Linked DNA regions of Sus scrofa: regions 1, 2 and 3 are each linked to region 4. A link is a contact called in public Hi-C data. All regions are on one chromosome and are shown on one strand. The core of a region is the stretch at or near the end of the contact, and the rest is flanking DNA. Distances in the headings are between cores, read along the strand shown. Region 1 holds the start of LAMA3 (laminin subunit alpha-3). Region 2 holds the start of ZNF470 (zinc finger protein 470). Region 3 holds the start of LOC110261078. Region 4 holds the start of TRNAU1AP (tRNA selenocysteine 1-associated protein 1).

Region 1 (4,017 bases), core at 1,298-3,797, about 23 Mb after region 4:
TGCACCACAATGAGAACTCCCACGAATTCTATTCTTTTTGATTCTAAGTGGAATTGCTCTTAATTTCACTTTTGGATTGTTTGTTGCTAGTGTATAGAAATACAATTGGGAGTTTCCATTGTGGCTCATCAGGTTAAGAATCTGACTAGTATCCAAGAGGATGTGGGTTTGATCCCTGGCCTTCCTCAGTGGGTTAAAGGACCCGGTGTTCCATGAGCTGTGGTGTAGGTCGAAGATGCAGTTGGCATCTAGCAAGGCTGTGGCTGTGCTGTAGGCCAGCAGCTGCAGCTCCAATTTGAGCCCTAGACTGGGAACTTCCATATGCCGTGGTGTGGCCATTAAAAAAAAGACATACAATTGATTTTTGTATGTAGATATTATTTTATATCCTTTATTTTTGGTTAAAGTATTGTGAAAATCTATGCCAGAAAATATACTTCTATAACATCATTTAATGACTTTGTAATATTTCACTACATGGATATACCATAATTTATTTACCCAGCTCCTTATTATTGGACATTTAAGTTCTTTTGAACTTTAAAAAAAAGAAAAAGGAGATCCCGTTGTGGCTCAGTGGGTTAAGAACTCAATATAAGTGTCCACGAGGATACAGGTTTGATCCCTGGCCTTGCTCAGTTGGTTAAGGATTGGCATTGCTGCAAGCTGTGGTGTAGTTCACAGGTGCAGCTCAGATCTGGCATTACTGTGGCTCTGGTGAAGGCCGGCAGCTCAGATTTGACCCTGGCCTGGGAACTTCCATATTCAGCCCTAAAACAACAACAAAAACTTAAGAAAATTAAAATATCTCTGATAAGTCCTTGCCATTAAGTCTTTGCAAACTTTCTCAACCATTTCCCAGATAAAAATCTTTACAAGTGAAATTGTTAAGGCAAAATATATGCACATAGAGGACATTTGCTAAGCACTGCAAAAATTCCCCTCCTGAAAGGAAATTTTGGTTTACACTTCCACCAAGGATGTTATATTTGATTCCCTGAGTTCTCTTTAACATTCAGTTTTATCATTAAAAAACAATCTTGGCCCGTTTGATAGGTGAAACATGAGTCTCATTAGTTCTTTGCTTACATTTCAATTCTCAGAAAGGCCAAACTATTTTTCATTTATTTATTAGCTTAAGAATTCATTTTCCTAAGATTTTTTAGGTTTCTAAGCCCCGAGTTTTCATCTTTTTCTAATTATTTGGTAAAAGCATTTTATATATTAAAATCGTGAATTCTAAGTTATTTATGGTATACATTTTCTCCTCCCTCATTTTTTTTTTAACTTTTGTCTGGTCTGCTTTTTTTAAAAAAATTATTTATTTTTGGCCATGCCCACAGTATGTGAAAGTTCCTGGGCCAGGGATCTAATCCCAGTCGTAGCAGTGACAACTCCTGGGTCCTTAAGCACTAGCCCACAAAGGAATTCCTGGTTTGCTTTTTGATGTACACACTGTTATTTTTTATGTAGTCGATTTATGTACTTACAGCTCCTCTGTGTTATGCTCACAAATTCCTGTCTCTCCTCTTATTCTTGAAGAACAGAAGATTAAATCGACATGGTTCCTTCTTCCTACAGCAAATTCTGGTATTTAATAAACACATTGGCTAGCTTCCTCTCCTTTCAACTGTCATAATTTTTAAAATCCCTTTCTTAACCTTGGTTCAAACAGTAATCTCACATCCTCCCTCTTTTTCCCTTCTCCATCCTTCGAAGCTCCAGTCCTACTTTCTCTGCAGGCACTTCCATCCGCCCTGGCCTGCATCAATAACTCCCTCTTTTAATTGTTAAAGGGCCTCTGTGGGCTCGATTTTGGTGACATGTCCTGCTTAAAAGACCAAGCCTCAATCCTGAGGGGGTAAGGAGTTCGAGTCCTTTGCCCAGAGGCCAATGTGACAGCTGGACTACAACATTCAACACCTCCGTGTAGCTGTAAAATAAAGCAGATTGAACATCTCAAGCATTTCCTCCACGGTACCTTTACAGCTTGGCAAACCAGAACTTGCATTAGTGGCTGTCTTTACATTGTATATGTTCTCCCACTACCAGTTCCCCGGAGCTCCTTTGATCCTAGACTCAATATGTGGCTGCAGTGTCATAGATATCGTTGGCACAGTGTCTGAGAATTGATGGAACTTGCCTTCCGACAACTGAGACTTGTCTGGGAAACCCAACATCTTTGGTGTAAGTTCTGCATGCAGCGGCAGTTGCTTCTCACCCCCCATCGCCGCAAGCCTCCTCCCCTCTTGTCTCAGGTCCACCGAGAGGATCTTGGAGGAGAATCTGGTGTCTGCCCTGGCCGTGGGAAGGTGGGGCGGTCGGGGGCCGGCATCAGCCGCTAGCGTGGGACCGGGGGACCGCCTTTCACCCTTTCTGCCTTCTAGTTTGCAGCGCGCGGCGAGCTTGCAGAGACCAAGCCTGCGGCTGAGGCCAGGCGCTGTCAGTTCGTGATTCGGCGGGTACCCGCTCCGGCCGCAGCGCGTTCCAGAACCAAGGAGCCGCCCCCTCGCCGCGGGCTCCCGGCGCGTGGGGCGCGGGCGCGGATCAGACACCGCCTCCGCCCACACCCGGGCTGCGCTAGCCTGCCGCGTGAAGCTCGTGCCCCTGGACGGCGGTGTCCCGGAGCCTCTCCGCGGGCAAATGCGGCAGGAGGACAGCGCAGGAGGGATGGCGGCGGCAGCGCAGGCTCGGGGCTGGGCATCTCGATCTGGGCTGCCACTGCTCCTGCGGCTGTTGCTGCTGCTGCTGCCGCCCGCCGTGTGCCCCGCCGCTCGGGGCCCCCCGACCCCGGCCCAGCTCAGCCTGCACCCGCCCTACTTCAACTTGGCCGAGGCGGCGAGGATTTGGGCCACCGCCACCTGCGGGGAGCGGGAGCCCGACGGCGCGCGGCCGCGGCCTGAGCTCTACTGCAAGTTGGTGGGGGGGCCCACCGCCCCGGGCAGCGGCCAAACCATCCAGGTAAGGGCCCGGGAGAGGCTGGGAGAGGCGGCCGAGGGCGGGCTCCCTCCGGGCGGGCTCCCTCCCCCTCCCTGCGCGGGCCAGCCATCCTCTGCGAAGGGGTCGGGCCCTTTCCCCCGCACTCTCGTGCCCCAAGGCGGCCTGGAAGGGCTCCCCTAACCCCTTCGCGGGCCAGCGACCTGGGGAGGTGAGCATGGTGCCCAGGTAGGTAATCCTGCGGGAGCACAGCCCTCGTTCACGCCGCCCGAGGCCGGGTGGGTAAAGCACGCAAGGCGCGTGCAGGCTTAGGTTAAGTTTGGGCGCGTCCAGGAGAAAGTCTGAAACTGCGCCCTAGGAATGCATTGACCTGTAGTCCTGCCCTGCCTCCGTCACCCAGGTAGTTCCCAGCCAGCCTTGAGGCCCCCTCACCCCCCAACCCTGGGCTTCATCCACGCCTCTCTTTCGAGGCCTTTTATCTTCCCGACCTTATGCCGGAGAAGTTGGCAGCGGTTAGATTCCGCGGTTTCTTTTAAGAGAGAACTTGTAGTATCACTCCAGTCTCACCGAAAAGACACACTTCACCCCACCGCCTGAAGTGCCCATCCAGAGTCATTGGGGCTAATGAGACTTGAAATGGACAGAGATGGACACGGTGCTTGGAGTCCATCAGACGCTTACTGTGAACACCTGTGTAAATGCTTGTGTCTCTGGTGCTTCACCACCATCTGAAAGTGTGCCAGGCCTTACATACAGTCCTCACAACACCGCTGGGCACTGGGTCATGTGAGCAGGTTAGGAAATGTGCCTATGTCATAAAGTAGGGTACTTGGATTTGAACCCAGTCCTGACCTCAAATCCTCTTTACACTGAGCCGTCATCACCTCCTTCCCTCTCCCGGGAAATATTGCGGCGAAAAGTGTAGCGGGAAGAGAGAGTTTGGGCTCCAAAAGCAAAAGATTATCATTCAGAGTCTAGGTCAATGTTTTAGAAAGTCTTTTGACCAAGCACTTCCATAAATAACAAGTTCAATATGTGGTATATTCTTATGCAGTATATGCTAACCTATTTATAAATTAT
Region 2 (4,200 bases), core at 827-3,326, about 25 Mb before region 4:
GCTGTATAGCACAGGGAACTGTACTCAATATTCTGTAATAACCTATATAGAAAAGAATCTGAAAAAGAATGTATATCTGAGTTACTTTACTGTACAGCAGAAATTAACACAACATTATAAATCTATACTTCACTTAAACAAACAAACAAACAAAATGTATTCTTTCTGGACTGGCGATCTCCATCTGACTCCCATCCCTGCACTGTGAAGTCAATACTGGATCTGGCTGGATAGGGATGTGACCAGAGCCAACTTACCTAGGAAGTAACTTATCTGTAGAGGCTCAAAAGAATGTCTTAATTTCTTTAAAATCATTTTTTTTTTAAAGAGGTGGATCCAATCCAGCCTGGATTATACTTGTTTTTATATCAATCATAAACTATACATTTTTTAATTAAAAAAAAAGAGGGGAGCCCACAAAGGCAACAAAGGCACAGAGAAATGTCTGAGAAGTGACTTGCAGGGGGTTGATGACTGTTGAACACATGTGGCCTGAGATCTGTGTGGCTGCAAAGCCAGTGGCTCCCTCCTTCCTCTCCTTCCTCGAGTTTTCTGGCATTTCCTTCCTTCCATTGTTTCTAAGGGTAAGGTTCCCATGAGGGGAAGAAAAAAAAAAAAAAAAAAATCCTTCAACTCTGTGTCGGATGAGCTGAAAGGAAAAAAGGATTTCCCATTTGTCTGGTGGCTAAGCGTGGGAGCTCTGGAACCCAGACGCCTGGGTGGCGAGTTTGGTCACTCACTTAAATCACTGAGCCTTGGTTTCCCCATGTGTGAAATGCGGATGATGAGGTCCTTACCCTGGAGTTACTGGGAGTCTTATAAATGAGGTAGTCCCCACAAAATGCCCAAAATAGCACAATACACAATACACATTCCATAAACAAATCAACCCTGGTCAGGAGGTTGTAGGGGTCTCTGATCCTCATTTAAGAAGACTTTTGAGAGGCAATAGAAGAAACAGCCTCCCCATCCCCTATCTTGTCACCCACACACTTCCTGCCCCCTCAACCTTCCAGATTCTCCCATGAGCCAGAGAAGGCTCTGAGGGGCAGGAAGAGGCTGGGGAATCTGAGGACCCCAGGCCAGGAGACCTGCTGGGCAGATGAGACAGGGGGACACCTGGATGACATCCTCACTCAGAGACACTGAGGACAGAAATACAGGCAGACACACGCACACAACCAATGAAGGATGTGGACATAGGCAGTCACCCAGAGACAACCCCTCACAGGGACAGGCAAGACTAGACACAGAGTACACCCACGGAGACCAAGGCTGGTAGGCTCGCTCACACACACACACACACACACACGGGATATTCCTCGGCCTTCACAAAGAAGGAGATCCACACAAACAGATGTCAAAGGTTCAGTCTCGGGCCAACACACGTGCACACAGGTTCACCCCCTTCTGCATCCCATGAGACTGTCGGGGTAAACTTCCTGCACGCCTCTTCACAGCCCTCTCTCTGAGCCGGCACGTCTCCCCTCAGGCCGAACATCCTCTCCTCAACCCTCAATTCCCTCCCCCAGAGCCTTCACATCCCTCCCCACGCCCCCTCCCCTCGGTCTGCAAGCACCTGCCTCTCTCCTCTCCTCAGTCCATAATCCCCTTTCCTGAGCCTGACCGCCCCTCCCCTCAGTCAGCACGTCCCCCGCTGGCCCTCACGCCCACCCCTCAGTCAGCACGTCCCCCGCTGGCCCTCACGCCCTCCCCTCAGTCAGCACGTTCCTCGCTGGCCCTCACGCCCACCCCTCAGTCAGCACGACCCCCGCTGGCCCTCACGCCCACCCCTCAGTCAGCACGACCCCCGCTGGCCCTCACGCCCTCCCCTCAGTCAGCACGACCCCCGCTGGCCCTCACGCCCTCCCCTCAGTCAGCACGACCCCCGCTGGCCCTCACGCCCTCCCCTCAGTCAGCACGACCCCCGCTGGCCCTCACGCCCTCCCCTCAGTCAGCACGCCACCTCTCCGCCCTGCCCGGGGCCGGACTCACCAGCGCTGCTCTGTCCGGACAACGACCGGCGCCCTAGGCCCTCCGGGTCGCACTGCGCCTGCGCGGTCGGGAGGACTACACTTCCCAAAAGCCCGCGCGCCTCCGCCTCCGCTCAGGCCTCAGCACCCACGGAGCCGAGCAGGCCCGAGCCCCGACCGCGCGCCTCCATCTCCCAGAGGCCCCCGCGGCAGCGGAACCACGGCCAAACGGGATGGGGGTGTGGCTGGTGATTGAGGGAAGGAAGGGGAGGAAGAAGGAGAAAAAGCGGAGGTGGGGAGGGATTGCTCTGGGAGGGAGGGGGGACCATACTCCGGACTTCCGGGCTGGACTGAGGGACCATCCTGGGCATCTTTTCCTTTTCTTTTTCTTTCTTTCAGAAAACTCCCCTATTTTTATTATTATTTTTTGGCACATCCACGGCATGCGGGGTAAAGCAGTGACAATACCAGATCCTTCACCCACCGAGCAGCCAGGGAACTCCGCGGGCAACCTTCTTGAGTGTGATAATCATGCTGATTTGTAGAAAATTTATAAAGCATACAGGATTTATAAAGCATACAGAGACAAGAAGTAGCAAGTCATCATAAGAAAAAAAAAAATTCCCCTTTTCTGAGTTTCCTATATGCCAGCTCCTGTTTTTGGCTTTTTATGATTTTTGAACCACGTATTTAATCCTTACAATTAAGCAACTTTCCAGACGAGGACAGTGGTGCCTACAAGGGAGGTGGCACCAGAGACCAGTTGGGGAGCTGGGGTAGGGATCTGGCTTCCTGGCTGGGACTCTTACACCATAAACCACAAGGCCAAGTACAAAAACACTTGCTGAATGTTTGAATGGCCACAAAAATGGAAACAGCAGCTAGTCTTAAATGGTGATTATGACTTTAAATATTTTATTTTGAGATAAATATAATCCACATGCAGTTGTAAAAAACACAGGAACTGGAGTTCCTGTTGTGGTGCAGTGGAAACAAATCCGACTAGTATCCATGAGGTTCGATCCCTGCCCTCACTCAGTAGGTTGGGGATACGGTGTTGCCATGAGCTGTGGTGTAGTTTGTAAACCTGGCTTGGATCCAACGTTGCTGTGGCATAGGTGGGCAGCTGTAGCTCTGATTGGACCCCTAGCTTGGGAACTTCCATGTGGTGTGGCTGTGGCCCAAAAAGCAACAAACAAAAACCACTTATAGGAAACATTTATGCATTAATGTGGTACATTTGTTACAATTAATGAATCAATATTGATATATTATTAGTACCTAAACTCCATAGTTTACATTAAGGTTACTCTTTGTGTTGTACACTTATGTGGGTTTTGAGAAATGTATAAGAATATGTATCCATTACAGTAGTACATAGAATAGTTTCACTGCCCTAAAAATGTCCTGTGCTGCACCTGTTCGTCCTTCTTCATCTTTATGAACCCCTGTTATTTCTATCTCCATAGTTTTGTCTGTTCCAGAATGTTCTAGAGTTGGGATCAGGTAATATATAGACTTCCAGAATGGCTTCTTTCACTTAGAATTTAATATGCATTTAAGGTTCTCCATGGTTGTTTTTTTCTTGTTTTTTGTTTTTTGTTCTTTTTGCCATTTCTTGGGCCGCTCCCGCAGCATATGGAGGTTCCCAGGCTAGGGGTCTAATCGGAGCTGTAGCTACCGGCCTACACCAGGGCCACAGCAACAACGGGATCCAAGCCGAGTCTGCAACCTACACCACAGCTCACAGCAACGCCAAATCCTTAACCCACTGAGCACGGCCAGGGCTTGAACCCACAACCTCATGGTTCCTAGTTGGATTCATTAACCACTGAGCCACGATGGGAACTCCAAGGTTCTCCATGTTTTCTTTAAAGCTCATTTCTTTTTATCATTAATGTTATTAAATTAATAATATTTATTAGTATTAGTCAACTAATAAGCTATTGCATGTGCCACAGTGTTTTTCCATTCATCTACTAAAGGACATCTTGACTGCTTTCATAAAACTGCTAAAAACATCCATGTGCAGCTTATTGTGTGGACACGTTTCCAATTCGAGTCAATACCCACGAGTGTGGTTGCTGGATGGTGTGTTAAGCCAATGTTTAGCCTTGTAAGACACTGCCAAATTGTCTCCCAAAGTGCACTCCCACCAGCAATGAATGAGAGCTCTGGCCCCCCCACATCGTCGCCAGCATTTGTATTTTGATTGCTTTTGGATTTT
Region 3 (4,390 bases), core at 1,772-4,271, about 22 Mb before region 4:
CACAATCAATATGAGATACCACCTCACACCAGTCAGAATGGCCAACGTCAATACGTTCACAAATAACAAATGCTGGAGAGGGTGTGGAGAAAAGGGAGCCCTCCTGCACGGTTGGTGGGAATGTCAATTGGTGCATCCACTATGAAAAACTGTATGGAGGTACCTCAGAAAACTAAATATAGAACTACCATATGACCCAGCAATCCCACTTCTGGGCATATATCTGGACAAAACTTTCCTTGAAAAAGACACATGCACCCATATGTTCATTGCAGCACTATTCACAATAGCCAAGACATGGAAACAACCTAAATGTCAGACAGACGACTGGATTAAGAAGATATGGTACATGTACACAATGGAATACTACTCAGCCATAAAAAAGAACAAAATAATGCCATTTGCAGCAACATGGATGGAACTAGAGACTCTCATGCTAAGAGAAGTAAGTCAGAAAGAGAAAGACAAATAACATATGATATCACTTATATCTGGAATCTAATATATGGCACAAATGAACCTTTCCACAGAAAATAAATTCATGGACTTGGAGAACAGACTTGTGGTTGCCAAGGAGGAGGGGAAGGGAGTGGGATGGAGTTGGAATTGGGAGTTAATAGATGTAAACTATTGCATTTGAATAGATAAGCAATGAGATCCTGCTGTATAGCACTGGGAACTATATCTAGTCACTTGTGATGGAGCATGATGGAGGATAATGTGAGAAAAAGAATGTGTGTATGTGTGCAACTGGGTCACTTTGCTGTACAGTAGAAAACTGACAGAACACTGTAAACCAACTATAATGGAAAAAATAAAAATTGTTATAAAAAAGTTCACAATCAAAGCCTTGTAGCAAAATTTATACTAACTGGAGAAACTTCTCATTCATTCTCTTCAAGATCTGGTTGAGGTCAGGTCAAGTGTGCCTCTATGTTACAGTTACTGCCTAACACAGGACTGGTGACTGTAACCAACATGATAAGGAAAGAAAAATAAATGAGACACATGGATTATAAGAGAAGAGATAAAAATCAATATTATTCACAGAAGATACAATCATCTATCAGGGGGAAAAATGGTAGAATAAATGAGGAAACTTTAGAATAAGAGTCTAATAAAATTGCTGAATAAAAAAACCAAGCTATAAAGATGAGTCTTATTTTCCTTGGGACATTGGGCAGAGTGAGATAAGCCAGTCATAAAGGACAAACAATTTTCTTTCTTTTTTTTTTTTTTTTTTTTTTTTTTTTGCTTTTTGCTTTTTAGGGCCATACCCACAGCATGTGGACGGTACCAGGCTAGCGGTTAAATCAGAGCTACAGCTGCGGGCCTACACTACAGCCACAGCAACTTGGGATCCGACCCATGTCTGTGACCTACACCACAGCTCATGGCAATGCCAGATCCTTAACCCACTGAGCGAGGCCAGGGATTGAACTCGCATCCTCATGTATACTAGCCAGATTCATTTCTGCTGAGCCATGATGGGAACTCCAGGACAAATAATTATGAATCCACTCAAATGAGGTCCTCGAAGTGTCTAGATTAGAGGCTGAAAGTAGGGGGGTGGGTGCCAGGGGCTCGAGGATGAGGGGAGTTAGAGTTCAAAGGAGACAGAGTTTCAGTTGGGAAGATGAAGAGTTTCTGGAGATGGGTGGTGATGATGGCTGCACAGCAATGTGAATGCGCCTGACGTCACGGAGCTGTGCACTTAAAATGGGTTTAAATAGCAAATTTTACATTACGTGTGTTTTATCAAAACGAAAAAAATAGTATGGTAAATGAGCCAGACACAAAAGGTTGCAGATTGTAAGACTCCATTTCTGTGAAATATCCAGACTGGGGAAACCTATTGAAATGGAAAACAGACTGGTGGTTTCCGGGGAGAAAGGTGAGTCACTGTGTAATGGGGACAGGGTTCCCTCTGGAGTGGTGAAAACACTCTGCAACTAGGTAGGGAGGGTGTGTTTGCACAACGCTGTGAAAGCACCAACGATACACTGTACGCTTTAAAACAGCTAATTTTATGTTGCATAAAATTTACTTCAATTTTTTAAATGAAAGGAAATAAATAGCATTGCTCTATACTGCAATAACCAATTAGGAAAAAAAGAATTCATAACAGCAATGAAAAAAATTAAGCATCTAGGAATTAAGCAAGAATATGCATAACCTCCGCGGAGAGAACTGTAAAGTGGAACAAAGGTGATGATCTGAGTCGTGGAGCGGGGACCTGCCGTCTTGCGTGTGGGAACTGAGCATCAGCTCCGGGTGGGCAGGTGTGGATGCGGTGGGTAGGTGTGGACAGGCTGGGCAGGGGTGGGCAGGTGGACAGGTGTGGATGGATGGGCAGGTATAGATGGGTGGGCAGGTGTGGACAGAGTGGGCAGATGTGGATGGATGGGCAGGTGTGGACAGGTGGGCAGGTGTGGGCAGAGTGGGCAGGTGTGGACAGGTGGGCAGGTATAGACCGGTGGGCAGGTGTGGAGAGGTGGACAAGTGTGGAGAGGTGGCCAGGTGTGGAAAAAGCGGCCAGGTGTGGACTAGGCAGGCAGCTGGGGGCATGGCGAGCTGGGTGCCGGCATCCTTGGAGAGCTGTGGGGGGCCGCCTGGGGGCACACGCAGAGCCAGGAGCGGGTCAGGCTACACAGATGCATCCAGGAAGAAGGTGCTGAAAGCAAAGGGGAGGTGAAAGAAATGTGGGGTGACAGGGCCAGCACCCCAAACAGCCAGCGCAATCTGCAGGGTGGGAAGGCCCGGGGCTTTCCTGCCTGAGGAGCCCCAGCCATCCGCACTCCAACAGGCCGCCCGAGTGTCCCGGCCTTGCCGCCTTGCCCAGCCCCTGCCCCCCAGCCTGGCTGTGGCTGCTGTGCCAGAGGGCAGGTCCTGAGAGGGACCCTTACCCAGCAGGCATGTACCCAAGGTTCACTCATGGGCCTGGACTGGAGCCCCGCCTCCTTGGCAGAGGGCCTAGGGCTGCCTCGTCCACCCTCCTGGTCCACTCACCTGTCCCCGAGGAGATCCTGCGGTGTGCAGGGGTCACACATGCTACGCAAAGAGTTTGGATGGGGAAGGGTGGTGGGAGCCAGCTTCTCCTGATCCCATCTGCCCAGGCCGCTCGAGCCTGGCCTCTGCTCAGCCACAGCTCTGGGCAAGAGCCCCAGCCGCCTCACGAGGCCTCCAAGACCCAGCACTGAGCCCAGGGCCCACATGGCTGAACAGAGCTGGGCAGTGGTGACCCCACGTGCTGTGGGGCCCGGTGCCCTCCCACGTGGGGTCTGCAGGCCTCCCTGAGGTACCTTGGGCAATCGTCACTCCGGTCCCAGAGCCGGAGAAACTGAGCTCTTTCTAAAGGAAAACTCGGGTCTCCCAGCTCGGGGTGTGGAGGCCATTCTGGGCGGGGCAGGCCGGGGCTCCCCACTGGCGGCCGCAGGGCCCACAGGAGCGCTGAGTGGCCTCTGCACGCACAGCTGCAAGGTCACAGGCCCAGCCTTGGACGGGCACAGAACTAGCCCCAGTGTGGAAGGCGGGAGGCCTGCAGGGGTGGTGCCTGGCTGGCAGTTTGAAATATGAGGCTGTCGAAAGAAATTGCGAGCCGGGTGTGGGGTTAGAGGCCGGGGGAGCTGGGGGCCGTGGGTGGGGAGCGGTCGCCAAGGCGGCAGCGCCCGAGGTGCCGGGAGCCGTGGTCGGTGCCCAGCTAGACGCCCTTCGTCGGGGCAGAGGTAAGAGCCCACTGCTCGCCTGCTCGCCCGCTGACCCCCCAGCCCTGGGACCGCTTTCTTCTCCTGTGCTTCTTGCCCTCCTCTTGCCAAGGTGGGATCCTTGTCACCGTTGAGATTTTAACGCCTTCATGAAAGCCCCTGGGCGTCTGTGTAGACAGACGCTGCACGCAACCTTGGTTTTCTCTCAAGCAGAAGTTAAAAATTATTCAACGCAGAATTCCTGGGCGGCTGCAGAGGCCGGTTGTACCAGGCGAAGGCTTCCACCACACTCCCCGGTCAGACCGCGCTAAGGCAGCCCGGGAGCCGCACCTCGGCGACACTGCTGCAGCTCACGGGACCAGGTAGGACAGAGGCTCCCGGGCAGCTGCTGGGAGAAGTCTGTCTTGTGGGGTCTGCGGTTTCCCCCTGACTTCTGAGCCGACCTGGCTCCAAACCTCCCCTCCCCCACCTCAGAGTCTCTGGAGGTCCCGCGCTGCCTGGGACCAGAGGGGAGGGCCCTGGGCCAGTGGGAGCCTGCAGAGAAAGTGGGGTCTTTGGGAGAACATGCACCAGCTAGAGGGGTGTCACAGAAAGCTGCCTGTGTCTGCGGTCTGTTGGGGAATAGGGTGGGGGTCGTGCCCGTGGTACATGCTGGCCAGGCTGGGGCCCCCCAAGGGGCCAGGTGG
Region 4 (4,566 bases), core at 382-2,881:
CCTGAATTGGTTACCTGAAAACAAATGTAATCACCCCATATGGTTCAGCTATAAATAATGTTTACAAAGTCATAATAATGTAAGTGTTTGATATTTTGAAAAATTATAATTACAAGATGGTGAAGTGTATGTATGAGGTGCAGTCCTTAAAAAGATCTGAAACCACAAATGAAGAGAAAGTATGTTATTTAGAAATACTTGGATTTTAGGGAAAAGATTTGGAAGTGGTTGCCTTCAGGGGCAGGGATAGATGGGATAGGAGAGAACTGTTTAGTATTTATGACAAATTCAAAAATGTTTTCAGTGCCTCCCATATGCCAGACATTGTTGTGGGAATTTGATTAGAAACAACAAGGAATCCTGTCTGATGAAGCTTACATTTTAAATTAAAAATAAACACTTACAAGTCTTGCACAAGTAAAATAAATTTTAAAAATAGTAATCAAAGAGCACCCCACAAGGGCTGGCAAATTTTAGTACTCAAGAGTTATCAGTCATAATTCCAAGTCCTCCAGCTGCTGTGTTGGAGAGCTTACTGGATGCCAGGCATTAGGCCAAGTGCTTTCTCAACTTCTCAATTTCTCCATACGACAAACATGGTATGAGGTAAGCATTGCTGTTACCCACATCGCTAATAACAACAACACAATTGGAAGGGGCTGGGATTTGGGCTCCATTTGTTCAAATGTGTAGTTGAAGCACCCAACCGCTACACTACTACGGCCATGAATAGGATAAAGCTGGAAATGTGGCAACTTGGTTGAATCTCAAGACTTCAGAGTGCTTGACTTTGGGCCCCAACAACATAAGTTTGGAATATATGAACTGGCAAGGAAGGACATAAGTGGCCATCAACCCAGAAGGAGCCTGGGAAATGGATTCTCCATCAAGCGATGAGCTTCAGTGTTGGAGATGACAATCATCATCTACAGAATCTTCACATTCTGAGGAAAGGGCATCAAACTGAGGCTGAGGTCTGGGACCTTCCCAGACGAAGAGTCAAACTGTCAGGATTATCTAGCCATCGAAATCGAGTCTGCTGAAGGCCTTCTATGGCAAGTCTCTTCCTGGGAGAGGTTAGAACTTCTGGTGGTTTGGATTATTGTAGGGAACGTGAGACGCAAGAGAGTGACAAGATGGGGATTGATTTGTTTGTTGGTTGGTTAGCCCTCCCCTCCTCTCCCCTCCCACAGCCTAGTTCTATGCATGGGAATGATGGAAGGATGCCAGTCCAGCGTCAACAGAAATCCTGTCCTTTCCGTTTCGTAACCTGAGAAAAGCAGGTTGAAGGGGTGGCGGAGGCAGACCAGTGATTTGCCAGAGGTCATACATAGTTAGTGGAACTGGATCGTCCAGGCTTCCAAAAGGGATCTTTCACTTTAGGAAATATGCTTCTATTTTAAGTTTTTGCCATGAACATACACTACTTTTATAATTCTATACGTACGCGTGTGTTTAAAGCCGGAAAGAGTCCGGAGAAAGCCAGTCATTCACGCCCCCCACGGTCCCGCGCAAGGCGGTGTCTGCCCCGCCCCATCCCGCAGGCTCCGGTTCGAGACACGCCCACAGGGATCCGGAAAAACCCGGACCCGCCAGTCTGCGTTGCCTTGGGCGCCGAATTGCCGAGCGTGCGCAGAAGGCGATGGGGGCGCATGCGCCGTGGAGGCCGCAACCCCGCGGAGCGGCGTACGCGCCAGCCTCTGAGGCTCGCGTAGGCCTGGCGGGGCCTCGGGCATGGCGGCCAGCCTGTGGATGGGCGACGTGAGTTGGGGCGGCCGCCCGGTTCAGCGGAGGAGAAATATAGTGTCACGAGGGCAAAAGGGTCTGAAGAGAAGGGGTCCTCGGCTCTCAAGAGGGTGGCAGTGAATGGGGAGGGGAGTTCTCAGTGGTGCCAAAGCAAGTCCCAGCGTGTAGGTGAAGGGGCCGGGTCTGAGGGGGAGGGGTCCTCGGATCCCAAAAGGGTGGAAGAGAATGAGGAGAGTTGTTTTAGTGATGCCGAAGCAGGCCCTAGCATCTAGGTGCGGGGGCTGATTCGGAGGGGGAGGGGTCGTGGGGCCCAGCCCAGCCTGGATTCTGGGGAGGGAAAAAGGGAGGGTCTTTGCGTGGATAGAATGGGAAGAATCCCAAGGATTGAAGTGCGCCTTGGTTCGAGGACTGCAGGAATGGGGTTCCTAAATCCAAGGGGGAGGCTTCCTAAAAGGAGCAGCCTTGAAGGGAAGGAAGGCAAGAGGCTGGGAACGCCGGAGTGGATGGAAACCTCTTCACCCTCACCCTACTCCTGCCCGCAGCGTGCACCCAACCCTGGACTGAGCAGGGAGGGGCTCCGGATCCGGGAATGAGGAGCCTGGGTACTGACCTGAACTGCTCTGCTCTTATATTTGCGCAGCTGGAGCCCTACATGGATGAGAACTTCATCTCCAGAGCCTTTGCCACCATGGGAGAGACTGTGATGAGCGTCAAAATTATCCGAAATCGCCTCACTGGGTATGTTCTCTCCTCCCCTCTTGTCTTCTCAGTTCTCCCTTAGTAGATCAACTGCAGGTGTCATTCAGAAGGTAAACATCCTTCGGAGAGTCAGAGGCTTCTCACCCCTAATAATAATTATTACAGGAGTTCCCATCGTGGCGCAGTGGTTAACGAATCCGACTAGGAACCATGAGGTTGCGGGTTCGGTCCCTGCCCTTGCTCAGTGGGTTAACGATCCGGCGTTGCCGTGAGCTGTGGTGTAGGTCGCAGACGAGGCTCGGATCCCGCGTTGCTGTGGCTCTGGCGTAGGCCGGTGGCTACAGCTCCGATTAAACCCCTAGCCTGGGAACCTCCATATGCCGCGGGAGCAGCCCAAGAAATAGCAACAACAACAACAACAAAAGACAAAAAAAAAAAAAATAATAATAATTATTACAATGATATAAATTCTAACATTTCAGGGCTTATTGAGAGGAAGTATAATGTGTTGCTGACTCTGGAGCCAGAGTGGGTTTGAACGCTCTGTGTGCTGTGTGACCTTGAGCAAGTTACTCAGCCTCTCCCTGTCCTTCACCATAAAAATGGAGATAATAATAGCACCTACCTCATAGAGTTCTGATGAGGACTAAGTGCCATTAATTCCCATTCAGCATTTAGAACAGTGTTTGGCATATGGTATATGCTTGGTAAATATAAACAGATCATGATCTGCTGGGTAATAAGCATTTCAAAATCACAAAAACCCCTGAGCTAGGTACTATTATTAGAGAAGCATAGTAACTGTCTTAAAGTTACGCAGCTGTTAAATGAGAAGCCAAGACTCTAATTCAGGTCTGTTTTCAAAGCTCATGTGTGCCCATAACTCTTGTGTAAGACACTGCTACATGCCAGGGTTCTAGATTCCCAAAATATATGACTGAAACAAGCCAGATGCAGTCATTTCTCTCCTACATTCTACATTCTAACAGGGGAATGAGACTGTAAATATGTAAACAAGACAAAATGCAGAATAGATTTCCATATAATAGTGCTCTTATTTATTGCCTCCAGTTTCTTCTTTCTCTTTGAGGGTCGTAGGTTTCCTTAGGGTTCTAGTTAGAAATAACAGGATTCCTTATCAATCTGACAGTGTTTATCAAGTGTCTACTCTGTGCCAAGTACTAAAGCAGCGTGCTAAAAACATCAAGTAATTGAAAAATACAGATGAGAGATTTGAAATGTGGCCAACTCTAAAGTACTTTGTTTTGTTTTGTTTTTTTCTAGGGCTGCACCCGCGGCATATGGAGGTTCCCAGGCTACAGGTCTAATCGGAGCTGTAGCCGCCGGCCTACACCACAGCCACAGCAACTTGGGATCGATCCAAGCCAAGTCTGCCACCTACACCACAGCTCACGGCAGCGCCAGATCCTTAACCCACTGAGCAAGGCCAGGGATTGAACCCGCAACCTCATGGTTCCTAGTCGGATTCAATAACCACTGAGCCACAACGAGAACTCCCTGGTGAACGAATACTTTATGTATTCAGAACCCCGGTACCCAGGGGCCAGTTTTCTGAATGATAGATCATGCTGGCCTAGGTATTTTTCTTCTTGCTTTTGTAGACAAGAAAACACTGATAGTAGGCTACTTGCATAAAAATACATTCTGTAGTACTTTATATTTTTTAAAACATTGACATAGTTTCTCATGTTTTCATGTTTATTGAAATAAGGTTTGCAACTAGTCTTTCCTACCCTTGATTGCTAAACTCTGGCCGTTTCTTATGGTGGCACTTACAGACACATTATATGTGCATTCTGCTTCATATGACAAAGACTTAAAATCAGCAGCGTCTTGGGAGCCCTGGGGCATAGGTTCTGTCCACAGCCTGGTGCGGTATGTTAAGGATCCTGTTGTCGAAGCTGAAGCTTAGGTCACAACTATGGCTCAGATCGGGATCGCTGGCTCAGGAGCTCCATATACCGTGGGGTGACCAAAAAAGAAAAAAGTGTTTAAAAGGATAAATTTTATGTAATGTGTGTGTGTATGTACATATACATTTGTTTTGTCTTTTTGTCTTTCTAGAGCGCGGCACATGGAGATTCCCAGGCTAGGGGTCTA

The links. Hi-C and Micro-C count contacts between places; a contact is called where the count stands out from the background.
Region 1: a contact with region 4 is called in a Hi-C map of retroperitoneal adipose tissue, with 12 times the contacts expected there. The contact joins the promoter of LAMA3 here to the promoter of TRNAU1AP in region 4. A contact is called at or near these places in 6 of 47 Hi-C or Micro-C datasets (liver, mesenteric adipose tissue, omental adipose tissue and 2 more).
Region 2: a contact with region 4 is called in a Hi-C map of omental adipose tissue, with 13 times the contacts expected there. The contact joins the promoter of ZNF470 here to the promoter of TRNAU1AP in region 4. A contact is called at or near these places in 4 of 47 Hi-C or Micro-C datasets (mesenteric adipose tissue, omental adipose tissue, retroperitoneal adipose tissue and 1 more).
Region 3: a Hi-C map of omental adipose tissue shows a contact between it and region 4, with 6 times the contacts expected there. The contact joins the promoter of LOC110261078 here to the promoter of TRNAU1AP in region 4. A contact is called at or near these places in 6 of 47 Hi-C or Micro-C datasets (epiblast stem cells, liver, mesenteric adipose tissue and 3 more).

What each region holds. Positions count from the first base shown.
Region 1 is chr6:108,546,271-108,550,287 of Sscrofa11.1, forward strand. It overlaps LAMA3 (laminin subunit alpha-3), which reads left to right and starts at 2,548. Exons shown (of 75, transcript XM_003482042.4): 1 at 2,548-2,961. The coding sequence starts at 2,644.
Region 2 is chr6:60,878,960-60,883,159 of Sscrofa11.1, forward strand. It overlaps ZNF470 (zinc finger protein 470), which reads right to left and starts at 2,077. Exons shown (of 3, transcript XM_013998861.2): 1 at 1,996-2,077.
Region 3 is chr6:63,458,409-63,462,798 of Sscrofa11.1, forward strand. It overlaps LOC110261078, which reads left to right and starts at 3,022. Exons shown (of 2, transcript XM_021095191.1): 1 at 3,022-3,725; 2 at 3,918-4,390.
Region 4 is chr6:85,565,799-85,570,364 of Sscrofa11.1, forward strand. TRNAU1AP (tRNA selenocysteine 1-associated protein 1) reads left to right here and starts at 1,632. Exons shown (of 8, transcript XM_005665150.3): 1 at 1,632-1,761; 2 at 2,387-2,484. The coding sequence starts at 1,735. RCC1 (regulator of chromosome condensation) reads left to right here. Exons shown (of 11, transcript XM_005665141.3): 11 at 1-63.